2 separate regions of the Macaca mulatta genome follow, and region 2 is linked to region 1. A link is a contact called in public Hi-C data. All regions are on one chromosome and are shown on one strand. The core of a region is the stretch at or near the end of the contact, and the rest is flanking DNA. Distances in the headings are between cores, read along the strand shown.

The links. A called contact is a pair of places that touch in the nucleus more often than the background predicts.
Region 2: a Hi-C map of liver shows a contact between it and region 1, with 1.8 times the contacts expected there. The contact joins the promoter of MCOLN1 here to the promoter of PEX11G in region 1. A contact is called at or near these places in 2 of 14 Hi-C or Micro-C datasets (cortical neurons and liver).

The regions. Positions count from the first base shown.
Region 1 is chr19:8,377,962-8,385,305 of T2T-MMU8v2.0, reverse strand. PEX11G (peroxisomal biogenesis factor 11 gamma) reads left to right here and starts at 3,207. Exons shown (of 5, transcript XM_015122671.3): 1 at 3,207-3,259; 2 at 6,636-6,824. The coding sequence starts at 6,786. SAXO5 (stabilizer of axonemal microtubules 5) reads right to left here and starts at 3,454. Exons shown (of 9, transcript XM_028839561.2): 1 at 3,068-3,454. The coding sequence starts at 3,104.
Region 2 is chr19:8,414,591-8,422,206 of T2T-MMU8v2.0, reverse strand. MCOLN1 (mucolipin TRP cation channel 1) reads right to left here and starts at 4,532. Exons shown (of 14, transcript NM_001260540.1): 1 at 4,447-4,532; 2 at 2,050-2,255; 3 at 271-438; 4 at 5-170. The coding sequence starts at 4,477. LOC144337053 (a long non-coding RNA gene) reads left to right here and starts at 2,209. Exons shown (of 2, transcript XR_013409676.1): 1 at 2,209-3,145; 2 at 3,311-4,603. ZNF358 (zinc finger protein 358) reads right to left here. Exons shown (of 2, transcript XM_077979750.1): 2 at 6,298-7,616. The coding sequence ends at 6,374.

The DNA of each region.
Region 1 (7,344 bases), core at 1,958-4,457:
CCTGGCCAACATCGTGAAATCTGTCTCTACTAAAAATGCAAAAATTAGCTGGGTGTGGTGGCACGCACCTGTACTCTCAGCCACTTGGGAGGCCGAGGCAGGAGAATTGCTTGAACCCGGGAGGCAGAGGCTGCAGTAAGCTGAGATCACGCCACTGTACTCCAGCCTGGGCAACAGAGTGAGATTCTGTCTCAAAAAAAAAAAAAAAAAAAAAAAAATCAAGAAGAGGTAAAAATAGAGACAGCAGAGAATGCAGATTAGTGGTTGCAGGGGCTGGGAGGAGGGAGGAATTGAGTGATTGCTTTATGGGAACAGGGTGTAGAGGAGGAAAAATACTTTTTGCTTTATTCTTAATTCTTAGCTGTGATGGATCCTTGCAATGAAAGAATTAACAGGGGCAGGCGCAGTGGTTCACACCTGTAGTTCCAGCACTTTGGAAGGTCGAGGTGGGAAGACTGCTTAAGCCCAGGGCTCAAGGCCAGCCTTGGTAACACGGTGAGACTCCATTTCTACAAAAAATAAAAAGAAATTAGCCACTCGTGGTGGCGGACACCTGTGGTCCCAGCTACTCAGGAGGCTGAGGTGGGAGGATCGCTTGATCCCAGGAGTTCAAGGCTGCAGTGAGTTAAGATCGTGCCACTGCACTCTACCCTTTTTTGTGGGTAGTTGGTCATGCTACCATGGGGCAGAATGTAGCAAGCTCTGGGGATCATCCTGGGTCCTCGGACCCAGAGAGCACACATGTGGTGGCCTCACATCTACACATTTGGTTCCTCCCAGAGTGAGACCCTGTCTCAAAAAAAAAAAAAAAAAAAAAGAATTAACAAGGGAAAAACAAATTTATTAACATGTATACCTTATGTATACATGGGAGATGCCAAGAGAAATGAGGTGGCTTATATAGCTTATATAACTCCTGCTTAGATAGCACTTTCTTTCTTTTTTTTTTTTTTTTGAGACGGAGTCTCGCTCTGTCGCCCAGGCTGGAGTGCAGTGGCCGGATCTCAGCTCACTGCAAGCTCCGCCTCCCGGGTTCACGCCATTCTCTGGCCTCAGCCTCCTGAGTAGCTGGGACTACAGGCGCCCGCCACCTCGCCCGGCTAGGTTTTTTTTTTTTGTATTTTTTAATAGAGATGGGGTTTCACCGTGTTAGCCAGGATGGTCTCGATCTCCTGACCTCGTGATCTGCCCGTCTCGGCCTCCCAAAGTGCTGGGATTACAGGCGTGAGCCACCGCGCCCGGCCTTAGATAGCACTTTCAACATAGAGCAGCAAATGTTGGGAGAAGTGACAAGACGAAGGAAAAAGACATTGAGGCCGGGTGCAGTGGCTCATGCCTGTAATCCCGGCACTTTGGGAGGCCGAGGCGGGGAGATCACTTGAGGCCAGGAATTTGAGACCAGCCTGGCCAATGTGGTGAAACCCCGACTCTACCAAAAATACAAAAATTAGCCGGGCACAGTGGTGCACACCTGTGATCCCAGCTACTCGGGAAGCCGAGGCAGGAGAATTGCTTGAACCAGGGAAGCAGAGGATGCAGTGAGCAGAGATGGCGCTACTGCACTCTAGGTTTGGGAACAGAGCAAGACTCCCTCTCAAAGAAAAAAAAAAAAAAGGCCGGGCGCGGTGGCTCAAGCCTGTAATCCCAGCACTTTGGGAGGCCGAGACGGGCGGATCACGAGGTCAGGAGATCAAGACCATCCGGGCTAACACGGTGAAACCCCGTCTCTACTAAAAAAATACAAAAAATTAGCCGGGCGTGGTGGCGGGCGCCTGTAGTCCCAGCTACTCGGGAGGCTGAGGCAGTAGAATGGCGTAAACCCGGGAGGCGGAGCTTGCAGTGAGCTGAGATCCGGCCACTGTACTCCAGCCTGGGTGACAGAGCGAGACTCCGTCTCAAAAAAAAAAAAAAAAAAAAAAAAGAAAGAAAGAAAAAAAAAAAGACGTCTCAGACAAGAGTCTAAAGGTGTCCCTGGTGATAAATCAACCTTTGTCCTTCCCGGTAGAGAGGGGAGGAGGGCACCTTTGTACATTTAGGTCCTGCTTTGAGGCAAATCAGGGAAAAGCAGAGAGCTTTTCCAGTATCAGCTCCATTGATCTCAGCTCAAAATAATCCTATACCAAAGTCGCGTATTTCAGAGTGGCATATGCTGGTCTCCTACGGGGGTCTCTTTTCAGGGTGATAAAAATACTCTGAAACTAGCAAAGGGTGATGGTTGTACAACATGGGCATGTACTAAATGTCATTGAATTGTGCATTTTTATTTTTTTTTATTTATTTATTTTGAGGCAGAGTCTCGCTCTGTCGCCCAGGCTGGAGTGCAGTGGCCCGATCTCGGCTCACTGCAAGCTCCGCCTCCCGAGTTCACGCCATTCTCCTGCCTCAGCCTCCCAAGTAGCTGAGACTACAGGCGCCGGCCACCATGCCTACTTATTTTTTTGTATTTTTAGTAGAGATGGGGTTTCACTGTGTTAGCCAGGATGGTCTAGATCTCCTGACCTCGTGATCCGCCCACCTGGGCCTCCCAAAGTCCTGGGGTTACAGGCGTGAGCCACCGAGCCCGGTCTTATTTTTTATTTATTTTATTTTTTGAGACGGAGTCTCTCTCTCTCCCAGGCTGGAGTGCAATGGCCTGATCTTGGCTCACTGCAACCTCCGCCTCCAGGGTTCAACCGATTCTTCCGCCTCAGCCTCCCAAGTAGCTGGGATTACAGGCGCCGGCCATCATGCCTGGCTAATTTTTTTTTTTTTTTTTTTTTTTTTGTATATTTGTAGGGATGGGGGTTTCACCATCTTGGCCAGGCTGGTCTCGAACTCCTGACCTCAGGTGATCCTCCCAAAGTGCTGGGATTACAGGAGCGAGCCAACGCGCTTGGCCAAACATTGTGCATTTTTAAATGGTTAATTTCATCTTGTGCGAATTTTACCTCAATAACAAACAAAAACGGGTGAAAATGGTATTTGACTTTTTTTCCACGAGATGATACAAGCATATTGCACAAAATTTAACAGCTACAAAATGGCATAAAGGTGAAAATGTAATATTTTCCCCAATCACGCGGGTTACCTTTTCTGGAGAAAGTCCAGTTACAGTTCTTGTGCATTCTAGAACAATTCTATGCATTTCCTTAACGTCGAAAGATGCCTTGTTGTGATATTACAGCAGTCATTCCTGCTCACCACAAGCAAGCAGACAGTGCAGAAAAGGTGAAGCACAAAAATTAAAAAGGAAAATCTCTCCTTGAGCCATTGCTAACAGGTTGGTGGTTTTGCTTGGAGTATTTTGGGAGCGTGTGGGTAGCTGGTTAAACTTGGAAATATACTTTTTTGTGCGTGGGTAGTTGGCCAAACCGCCGTGGGGCCGAATGCAGCAAGCTCCGAGGATCATCCGGGGTCTGCAGGCTTGGAAAGCACACACGTGTCGTCCCCACCTCTGCAAACTCTGTCCCTCCCCTACAGCGGACAAGAAGCCGGACCGGGGACAAAGGCCTGCGACCGCGCCTGCGCGCAGGCCTTTGGGGCGCTCCCGGGACCCCGGCCTGGCCCCGCCCCCTGGTGCGACGCGCCGACGTCGCGGTGACGTCACGGAGTTGCCATGGCGTCGCTGAGCGGCCTGGCGTCGGCGCTGGAGTCGTACAGGGGCCGGGACCGCCTGGTGAGGAAGGGGCGGACCGGGGCCGGAGGGCCTAGAGTTTGGCCCAAGCTCAGAGACGGGGAAACAGGCCAGAGAGGGGAAAGAGTCGCCCAAGATACTCCGTCGCAGAAGCCGCGTCCGAGCTAGGCTCAAACGCGGTGACCTAGCATTGGACATTTATTTATTTATTTAGGCTGGAGTGCAGTGACCGGATCTCAGCTCACTGCAGCCTCCGCCTCCCGGGTTCAAGCGATTCTCCTGCCTCAGTCCCCCGAGTAGCTGGGACTACAGGCGCCCTCCACCACGCCCTGCTAATTTTTTGTAATTTTAGTAGAGACGGGGGTTTCACCGTGTTAGCCAGGATGGTCTCGATCTCCTCACCTCAAGTGATCCTCCTGCCTCGGCCTCCCAAAGTGCTGGGATTACAGGCGTGAGCCACCGCGCCCGGCCAACGTTGGACATTAAGATCATTTCTGTCAACCCAGCCTGGCCGGACATTGACACACTGGCCAGATTCTCGTGTTTGGACGTTTTGGATCTGACCAGACCACTGAAGTCAGTCCCTGCGTTGTCCTGAACAATCTCATGTTGGGATTTGGGGTGTTGCAGGGCTCCCCTGTGGCTGGACATTCATTTCCAACCAGATCACCTATAGGTGGGCATTTAGGTTTTTTCAGCCAGCGTAGACCAAAGAACCCACCGTGTCCTGGACCCTGCCATGCCTAAGCAGTGATGGATTCCAACAAAACCCCAGTTGGTCATTTAGATCGTTTGCACCAACCCAGCCTAGCTGGACGTTTACATACCAAACAGATTCCCATGTTTGGACATTTAGGATCTGACCAGGCCACTGTAGTTGATCGCTGGATTGTCCCAAACAATCTCATGTGGGGATTTAGGATATTGTAAGACTCTCCCTATGGCTAGACAGTTTTAAGTTCCAATCAAGTCCCATATGGTTGAGCATTTAGGTTATGCCATCCATGCCCCTGAGTCTGGACTCTTAGCTTGTCCCCACTGGTCTCTTATAGGTAGACATTTAGATTGTACTAGGGGGTGTACTGGTGGCTAGGCATTTAGATTCCATTCAAATCTCTTATGACTCGGTGTGGCGGGGGAGGGCGGGGGGGGTTAACAAATCTCCCCCAAGTTAGACATTCAAATTGCAGTGTTTTGCCGTTATAATGGGCCGGAAAGGAATTACAAGTAAAAATAAAACAACAGGAACAAGCAATTTCTGAAAAGCAGGTAAAATAAAGATATAAGGGAGGCCGGGCATGATGGCTCACGCCTGTAATCCTAGCACTTTGGGAGGCTGAGGTGGGTGGATTGCCTGAGCTCAGGAGTTTGAGACCAGCCTGGACAACGTCTGTACTAAAATACAAAAATTAGCCAGGTGTAGGCCGGGCACGGTGGCTCATGCCTGTAATCCCAGCACTTTTGGAAGCCGAGGCGGGTGGATCATGAGGTTGGGAGATCGAGACCATCTTGGCTAACATGGTGAAACCCTGTCTCTACTAAAAATACAAAAAATTAGCCGGGCGTGGTGGCGGCCACCTGTAGTCCCAGCTACTCAGGAGGCTGAGGCAGGAGAATGGCGTGAACCTGGGAGGTGGAGCTTGCAGTGAGCCAAGATGGCGCGACTGCACTCCAGCCTGGGCGACAGAGCTAAACTCCGTCTCAAAAAAAAAAAAAAAAGAAAAAAGCCGGGTGTGATGGTGGGTACCTGTAGTCCTAGCTACCCGGGAGGCTGAGGCAGGAGAATTGCTTGAACCTGGGAGGCAGAGGTTGCAGTGAGCTCATACCTCTGCACTCCAGCCTGGGGAACAGAGCGACACTCTGTCTCCAAAAAAAAAAAAAAAAAAAAAAAAAAGAAAGATATAAGAGTAGTGAAGATGACTTACTTCACAAGGCTCCAAATCACCTACTGAGTAGGTTCTTTCTCTCTAAAGTAATTCAACCAAATTATCCTATTGTTCACTGGGTTGAAACCTGTTCACCTGCGCCCAGCGTTCAGCACAGCCAAAGTCTTTGGTCCAGGCAGGTAAATGTAAATATACACTTTAGCTGCAGCTTCCTGCCACCTGGGAAAAGAAGGACCTGGGAGGTGGGAAGTAAGGAGTTTTGTTTTCTTTGTTCCTGTCACATCTGTCCCCAAAGGCTGTGCCCTTCAGTTACATGAGCAGGCACTCCCCACAGTACCTTTGGATAATTATGTTTCTTCATTTGTCCCACCTACAAGTATGTTTTTAAACTTTCAGCTTTTTTTTTTTTTTTTTTTTTTTTTGAGACTAGGTCTCGCTCTGTCACCCAGGCTGGAGTGCAGTAGCACGATTAAAGCTTGCTGCAGTCTGGAACTCCTGGGCTCAAGTGATCCTCCAGCATCAGCCTCCCAAGTAGCCACCATGCCCTGTTAACTTAAAAAAATTTTAGTAGAGACAGGGCCTTGCTATGTTGCCCAGGCTGGTCTCAAACTCCTGGTCTGAAGGCATCGTCTCACCTCTGTCTCTCAAAGTGCTGGGGTTACAGGCGTGAGCCACTGTCCCCGACCTACACTTTCAGCTTTTACTGTCACTTTGTGGATTTAGAAGTTTCCAGACCCTTGGGTCAGGCACCGTGTCTCATGCCTGTAATTCCCACACTTTGGGAGGCTAAGGCAGGTGGATCACTTGAGGTCATGAGTTTGAGACCTGCCTAGCCAACATGGCAAAACCCTGTCTTTACAAAAAATACAAAAATTAGCGGAGTGTGGTGGTGGGCGTCTGTAATCCCAGCTACTTAGGAGACCAAGGCACAAGACTCACTTGAACATGGGAGGTGGAGGCGGCAGTGAGCCAAGATGGCGCCACTGCACTCCAGTCTGGACGTCAGAGTGAGAGACTCTGTTTCAAAAAGAATCTTCCACAGTGTCAATCCAGTGGGGCCCCGGCCAGGTCGGGGGAGATGCAGCTCAGTTCTGCAGAACAGGAGGGCCACGCTGACTGCTTCTGGTTTCCCACAGATCCGAGTGCTGGGGTACTGCTGCCAGCTGGTTGGTGGGGTCCTGGTTGAACAATGTCCCACCAGGTCCGAAGTGGGGACACGTCTCTTGGTGGTGTCCACCCAACTCAGCCACTGCAGGACCATCTTGCGACTCTTTGATGACCTGTCCATGTTTGTCTACACTAAGCAATACGGCCTGGGGGCACAGGTAACAGGGTTTGTGGGGCTCTAGGGAATACGGCGTGGATCTGAGTGGACATTTAAAAAAACTTTTTTGGCCCCTCACGGTGGCTCATGCCTACAATCCCAGCACTTTGGGAGGCCAAGGTGGGCAGATCACGAGGTCAGGAGTTTGAGACCAGCCAGGCCAACACGGTAAAACCCTGTCTCTACTAATAATACAAAAATTAGCCGGGCGTGGTGGCACACGCCTGTAGTTCCAGCTACTTGGGAGGCTGAAGCAGGAGAATCGCTTGAATCTGGGAGGTGGAGGTTGCCATGAGCCAAGATGGCACCACTGCACTCCAGCCTGGGTAATGGAGTGACTCCATCTCAAACAAAAAAAAGAAAATTTTTTTTTTAGAAACAGGGTCTTGCTCTGTCATCCAGGCTGGAGTGCAGTGGCAAGATCATAGCTCACTGCAGCCTTGAACTCCTAGGCTCAGGTGGTCCTCCTGCCTCAGCCTCCCTGAGTGCTGGGATGACAGGCGTGAGCCACCATGAGCGTT
Region 2 (7,616 bases), core at 3,283-5,782, 36 kb before region 1:
TCACCAGTAACCACCATTGGATCAATGTCAAATGTGTCGTTGGCCGGGTCCACATGGCCTCGGTGGTAGTACCGCTGGCAGAGAGCAAGCCCTGAGCCATTGGTCCAAGGGTCACCCCCGCCATGGACATACGCATACCGGCCCAGTGACACGTCAGGCAACGCCAGGTACTGTGGGCAGAGAAGGGGAGGGCCTGTGAGTCCGGCCCACTCTCTGCAGCCTGCGCACCTGCACCTGCCCGCCCACCTGCACCTGCCCGCCCACCAGCACCTGGTCCACAGCATGGAAGATGGCCTGGTACAGCTGCTCCTGCGTGTAGGCTGCGAAGGTGTCATCCGCCCCGTCCGAGTAGCCCAGCAGGAAGAGGTGTCGGAAGGCAATGGTGTTCTCTTCCCGGAATGTCACAGCCAGCTGATTACTGAGCCCAAACAGGATGAGCTGGGGAGAGGGTAGCGGAGGTTGGCATGGCTAGGATGGGGATTGGGGGATATCTCCCTTGGGGCATAGGCAGAGGAAGAGGACAGGGAGGGCCCTAGAGATGTCCACTGGTGGGGGCAGGGCCCTGCTAACTTGGGCCACAGACACGGATTTCACTTGTGCATTTCTTTGCTTTAATTTCACCCCAACTCCTGGCATAAGCTCCATGTCACGCCGACCACTGTGTCCTCCCCCATACATCACAGGATGGGCACTCATATATATCACTGCAGGGACTAATGTCCATTAAATGTTTACTGGATGTCGGATTCTGTGTTAAACCCAAACTTTCAGGGTAAGTACCATGACTGGATTCCTTTTCTTTTCTTTCTTTTTTTTTTTTTTTTTTTTTTGAGATGGAGTCTCGCTCTCTCGCCCAGGCTGGAGTGCAGTGGCATGATTTCGGCTTACTGCAAGCTCCGCCTCCCGGGTTCTCACCATTCTCCTGCCTCAGCCTCCCGAGTAGCTGGGACTGCAGGCACCTGCCACCACACCCAGCTTATCTTCTGTATTTTCAGTAGAGGCAGGGTTTCACCGTGTTAGCCAGGATGGTCTCGATCTCCTGACCTCATGATCCGCCCGCCTCAGCCTCCCAAAGTGCTAGGATTACAGGTGTGAGCCACTGTACCCAGCCTTTTCTTTTTTTCTTTTTTTTTTTTTTTTGAGACAGAGTCTCACTCTGTTGCCCAAGCTGGAGTGCTGTGGTATGATCTCAGCTCACTACAACCTTCACCTCCCAGGTTCAAGAAATTCTCCTGTCTCGGCCTCCTGAGTAGCTGAGTTACAGGCACCTGCCATCACACCCAGCTAATTTTTGTATTTGCAGTAGAGACGGGGCTTTGCAATGTTGGCCAGGCTGTCTGAAACTCCTGGCCTCAAATGATCCGTCCACCTCAGCCTCCCAAAGTGCTGGGATTATAGGCATGAGCCACCATGCCTGGCCAATTGGGTCCCTTTTCCGAGGGAAAATTAGAGGCATGGTGACACGCTAAGGTCAGCCCAAGACATGAAGCAAGCACTTAGAGCAGTGGCTGGGTCTGATTCATCTTGGGGCTCCCAGAGCCCAGCACAGGGTCTGGCATGGGGAAGGGAGAGCCAACTGTCTGTGCAGCCAGTGGGTCAACATGGTGTCAGACTGCCTGGGTTCAAATCCCAGCTGCCAATGTTCTGTTGCTGTGTGACTTTGGACAAGTCTCTTAACCTCTCTGAGCCTCAGAGGTAGCTTTTTTTTTTTTTTTTTTTTTTGAGACAGAGTCTTGCTCTGTTGCCCAGGCTGGAGTGCAGTGGCACGATTTCAGCTCACGGCAACCTCCACCTCCCAGTTCAAGCGATTCTCCTGCCTCGGCCTCCCAAGTAGCTGGGATTACAGGCACCTGCCACCATGCATGGCTAATTTTTTTTGTATTTTTAGTAGAGATGGGGTTTCATCATGCTGGCCAGACTGGTCTTGAACTCCCAGCCTCAAGTGATTACCGGCCTCAGCCTCCCAAAGTGCTGCTTTAAGACGCTTCTTCAAGAAGCACAGCAGCCACAGGTGGCCTTCGGCTGGGGCCCCTGCTTGGCTGTCCTCACCTGCACCGTGACCACCAGGATCTTGACCACCTGCAGCATCAGCTTGCAGGGCTTGCGGCCCTTGGCTCGAAACTTGTCGCAGGGACTCATGAAAAAGTATTTGAGACGACGGCGAAGGTCTTCCTCTTCTGGGGGTGTCGGAGGGGCCGGCGAAGGCCCCACCTGGGTCCCATACCCGGGGTTGGGAGTCAGAAGCCGCTCGGTCTCTGTGGGAATAGGAGAGGGTGCTGGGGTGAGGGCTGGGCAACTCCCCTTTTCCCCTTTATCCAACCAGGAAGGCAGCACACACCCTATCTTCATGTCCCCATGCTCCTGCCAAGGAAGAGTTCTGAGAGGTCTAAAGAAAACCAGAAAACCTGCAACGTTGTCTGTATCTATGCACCAGTCCTGCTCAGAGATTATGAGCTGGGGTTCAGGAGGTACAGGGCCTGGGCTGATTCCTGCCCCTCCTGCTCACCAGCTCTCTGAGTCTCAGTTTCCTCATCTGCAAAATGGGGTAGTAATCATGTCTCATGGGAACGCTAAGGACTGGATGCTTATGAAGCATTGATCACAGGGGCCGGTCCATGGTGAACGTCAGAACGTTTCATCAATGTTCTCGTTACTGATCTGTGGGGAGAGAATGAACTGCTCCCACCGGCTTTTCACTGGGCATCCAAGGCTCCTGGGCTCATCCCAGCTCCAGGTTCCGGACATGAGCATAGAACTCAGCCTGTATTCTAGGTTTGTCTGGACAGATACCCAAAAGATGACCTCTGGGTTCATTATAACCTGGCCTATCAGCTGACACTCTCAGAAGCCAAAGACCTGGAGAAGGGGTAATTGACAATGTAAGTAATAATAATGGAACACATTTGCTAAAGACTCATTTTATCTCCCTGAAAAGCACTAGCTCCTGGAAATCATGCAGCCCTAGCATCAAATCCTAGACCTGCCACTTTCCAGTAGGGTGACTCCAGGTACCACCCTGAGCCTCCATCTCCTCATTTGAAGAGTGGAAATTTTATAAAGGCTACCCCTTGGCTGGGCTCAGTGGCTCATCCTGTTATCCCAACGGCTTTGGGAGGCCAAGGTGGGATGATTGCTTGAGCCCAGAGTTTGAGACCAGCCTAGGTTATACAGCGAGACCTCCCTCTCTACAAAAAAAAAAAAAAAAAAAAAAAAATTTAAATAGTCAGGTGTGGTGACAGCTCATGCCCGTAGTTAGTAGCTGGGACTCCTTCTACCTGGGAGGCTGAGTTGGGAGGTCACTTGAACCCAGGAGTTCAATGTTACAATGAGCTAGGATTATGCCACTGCACTACAGCCCGGGTAACAACAAAAAAAAAGTCTCAAAAAAAAGTCCACCCTCCCCCTGAGCCCTGAGGTTGAGATCCTGAAGCTGCTCTGAGAATTCAGTGAGACACAGCAGATAAAGACCTTTCCGCAAACACAAGCTGTTCTAATCACTATTTTATTTTTTTTCCAGCCTAACTGTGAGATCTAAGGTTTCAGCAACTGCTGGAGTCCAAACCGGTCACAGTAGCCCAGAACTCCCTGTCACACCCCCATGGGGATGTGCTTTCTAGGGCCTGGCCCCCTGCCTAGCAAAGCTGTCAGGATAAATGTGTGCACTGTCAGAACCTCCCATGCAGAGAGGGACAAGTTCCCGGCCCCTCCCTTTGTAATGGGATGCTGCTGTGGCTGTTTACCACAAAGTCAGAGAGCAGGGCCCGCCTACAGAGCTGAGATTACAGCTAACCCACCCCAGACCCTACTAGCTGGGACCCCGGGACACCTATCAGGTAGGGGTCCCCAGCTAGCTCCAGAAGGGGAAGCTAACACAAGGGGTCTTCCTCTAGCCTCCCCGAGAAGGGGTGGCATCAGAATTGGCTGGAAGACCGAATTTAAGAAGGCTGCGCTTCCCCAGGTTTGCAAAGCTAAAACTGAGTTAATCTCCTGGGAGTAATCCCTCCAGCTCTCCCCGCTTGAGTTTAGGGTAGCTGAGCATTTGTCTCCTGGAATCGGGAGGGGAAGGCTGGGAGTCTCACGCGCGGGTTGGAGAAGCTGGTGCCCGCTGTCTGAGTTCCAGCCGAAGTTGAGCAATCGGAACCTAGGCTCCCAGTGGAAATCCCAGGAACCTCGCCGCCCCAAAGGGAGAAGCTGGCGGCCCGGCGCGATCGCTGCTTGAGTTTGGGAACCCAGCATAGCCTGGCTTCAGGAGGGAGAATCGGAGAGGCTGGTGCCCACCCGCCGCCCAAGTTCTAGGAGCCGTCTGCCCATTTCTCCACCGTGGGGAGGCTGAAAAGTCAGCGCTGGAGCTTAGAAAAAAAGAGACTGGGAGCTCCGCCGCCCCAGGTCGGAGAAGCAGCCCGCCCGCCTGAGTTCCGGGCCCCACGGTGCCGCCCGCGCCCTCACCTGAGCCGCGCGGACCCGCCGGGTCTGTCATGCTGGGGCGGGTGCGCACGACGCAGGCGGGTACCGCGGGGCAGCCTGGGTCCGATCGCCCGCCGCTGTCACTGCGACCTCGCTCCCTCGCGGCGCGGCTTCAAACCCTCCGGCATCAGCTGATCGGTGCCTCGGTCACGTGACCCCGTAGCCCAGGGCCCCTCACGTGACCGCCTCTGGTCCCGCCCCCTGCGCCACGACAACGCCTGCCGGAACAGCGCGCATGCGTGCCTCGACGGGCGCCCTCTGGGTCGAAGGCAGTCGCCAGGTCCTAGCGCCGACGTGCTCTGGGTGGCGGGGGATGGGCTGACTCTGAGCTTGGCAGCGACGAGCTCCGCCCTGGCTCCCGGCCGTCCCCCGAATCCGGTGCCAGGCTCGTGACTTCCATGTCCAGAGCTTGACCCCTTATCCTCGTTGGTGCCTGGTGATGACCCTGCGTACTCTCTCAACGCTTTCTTTCTCCCAGAAACTCCTTTTACCCTTCTCCTGCGGATCTTCAGCAAACACGATTTCCTAATTATATATCAAATAGAACCACTTATCCCCACCCCTATGGCCCCCAGCCCAGAGTCTTCCAACATTCCTGGCCTGGATCTTTGCAGCAACCTCCTCCCCGATCTCAGCCTCCCTCCACTCCACTCTCGGCCCAGCAGCCACAAGCATCTTCAAAGAATACTGCCTATCCGTCCTGCGAGAACCTGCCCTCGGCTTCCCATTGCTCTGGACTGACAGGCAGAGTCCCCACTCTCGTCTATCAGGGCCCTCTGATTTGGCCCCTACCTCCACCCAAAGCTCATCTTTCTATAGTGCCAGAGCCTTTGCAAACTTTTGCCCTGGAGCGTAATGGTTAAGAATTTGGACTCTGGAGGGCAATTGGGATTTAAATCTAGGCACTGACAAATGCCACTTCTACATCTTCCAAAGTCCCTTCAACTCCAAGCTGAGCGCAGTGGGTGGTGGCATGCACCTGCAATCCCAGCTACTCAGGAGGCTAAGGTGGGAGGATCGCTTGAGCCCAGGAGGTCGAGGTTGCAGTGACTATGACCACACCACTGCACTCCAGCCTGGGCAACAGAGCAAGACTGTCTAAAACAAAACAAAACAAACAAAAAACATATACATATGTGCCTCAATTTTCTCATTTGCAAAATGCGGAGATTCAATCAAAGTCGTCTACCTCCTGGGACTGTTGAGAAGATTAAATGAGAGAATGCAAAAGCTATTGCATAAGGCTGGGCAAACAGTACTGATTATTAAGTTAGTGATTATTGGGATTATAAAATCCTTCATTGAGAAAACTGCCTACCATTTATATCAGAAGTCTTGTTATGCTTCTCCTAGAATATACCATACCCTGTAATTATTTTTTAAGTATTCTGGATTTAATATCTGCGAGCTCCGTGCAGGTCGAGGCCATACTTATCTTGTTCCCTGCTGAGACCCCAGCAATCCAGAGATGTTTGTTGATTGCATAAATGAGCAACCTGTTTTTCTGCTTCCTGCAGAGACCCCAGCAATCCAGAGATGTTTGTTGATTGCGTACATGAGCAGCCTCTTTTTGTCCACTTGTGTGCCTACTGTGTGGGCTTTGAAGAGCAAGGGGTAAGTGAGGGGAACAAAGAGTGGTGACTAGTGGGATGGACCAGGGTGAGGCATTGTGGGTTAAACTGGAAAGTCTAGCTGGTGGGACTCCAGGGCCTAAGAAGGAAGCCAGGACACTGGAGCTCCAGATCGTGGCTGGCCCTGGCCACACTGTCCCATCTCTGGAGCAAGGGGCTGTGCTCAGAAAGAAAGCACAAACGGCAAGCCACGACACAGAAGCCGGAGGCAGTGGGAGGATTTTACTAACTGCACAACACACAACTTCCCCAGGCCCTGGAGGATGCCGGAGTCCCCTTCAGCCATCAGGCCCCAGCAGTGCCCCTTGCTCCTGTACCCACTCTGGACTCTCGCCGGTAGGGAGGGCTGGGCTGACAGTGTCACCAGTGGGAGAGCAGGGGTCAGGGTGGGACACAGGGTTGGGATCAGGGCTGGGCACAGGATCAGGGTCTGGGCTGGGCGCAGGATCAGGGTCTGGGCTGGGCACAAGGTCAGGACCAGCGTCGTGCCCAGCCTTCGGGTCAGAAGATTCCACAGGAGTAGGGCTGGGGGTGGATCTGGAGCGGGGGAGGGGTTTGGAGCTGGGATCCGGCAGAGTGCCCGGCCCGGAGCCAGGGTCAGAGCTACGGCCAGAGCTGGTGCCAGAGCTGAGGCCCAAGCCAGAGCCGAGCACAGAAACAGCATCAGAACCCAGGAGGGAGACCTGCCCCGGCCTCATCATGGATGCAGGGCTTAGGCCAGGCCCTAGGCCCAGGCCGGCCGCCGCTGCTGCAGCTGCGGCAGCCGCGGCAGCTGCAGCAGCGGCTGCACCCTCATGCACCCGTTTGTGCTTGGTGAGGCTGGAGGCCTGGCCAAAGGCCTTCCCGCAGAGCTGACAGCGATAGGGACGCTCGCCCGAATGCACGTGCAGGTGCTGGAGCAGCGCTGAGCTCTGCCCGAAGGCCTTGGAGCAGTGCGGGCAGGCGTAGGGCCGCTCGCCCGTGTGGATGCGCAGGTGGTGTTGCAAGTTGGAGCTCTGCCCGAAGGCTTTGCCGCAGTGGGGGCAGCGGTAGGGGCGTTCGGCCGTGTGTGTGCGCTGGTGCTGCAGCAGCGCCGAGCTCTGCCCGAAGGCCTTGCCGCACTGCGGACACGGGTAGGGCCGCTCGCCCGTGTGCGTGCGCAGGTGTTTGAGGAGCGCAGAGCCCTGGCCGAAGCCCTTGGCGCACACCGGGCACTTGTGGGGCCTCGGGCCGCCGTGCGTGCGCAGGTGCTGCGCCAGGAGCGAGCCGTGCCCGAAGGCCTTGCCACACACCGGGCAGTGGTGCGGCTTCTCCCCGCTGTGGCTGCTGCGATGTTTCAGCAGCGTGGAGCGCCAGCCGAAGGCCTTGCCGCATGCCGCGCACTGGTACGGCCGCGCCCCGGTGTGGATGCCACGGTGCTGCGCCAGGGTGGCACCGTGGCTGAAGGACTTCCCGCAGTCGGGGCAGCGGTACGGCTTCTCACCGCTGTGGGTGCGGCGATGCTGGCTCAGCCCGGAGCTGCGGCGGAAGGCTCGCCCGCAA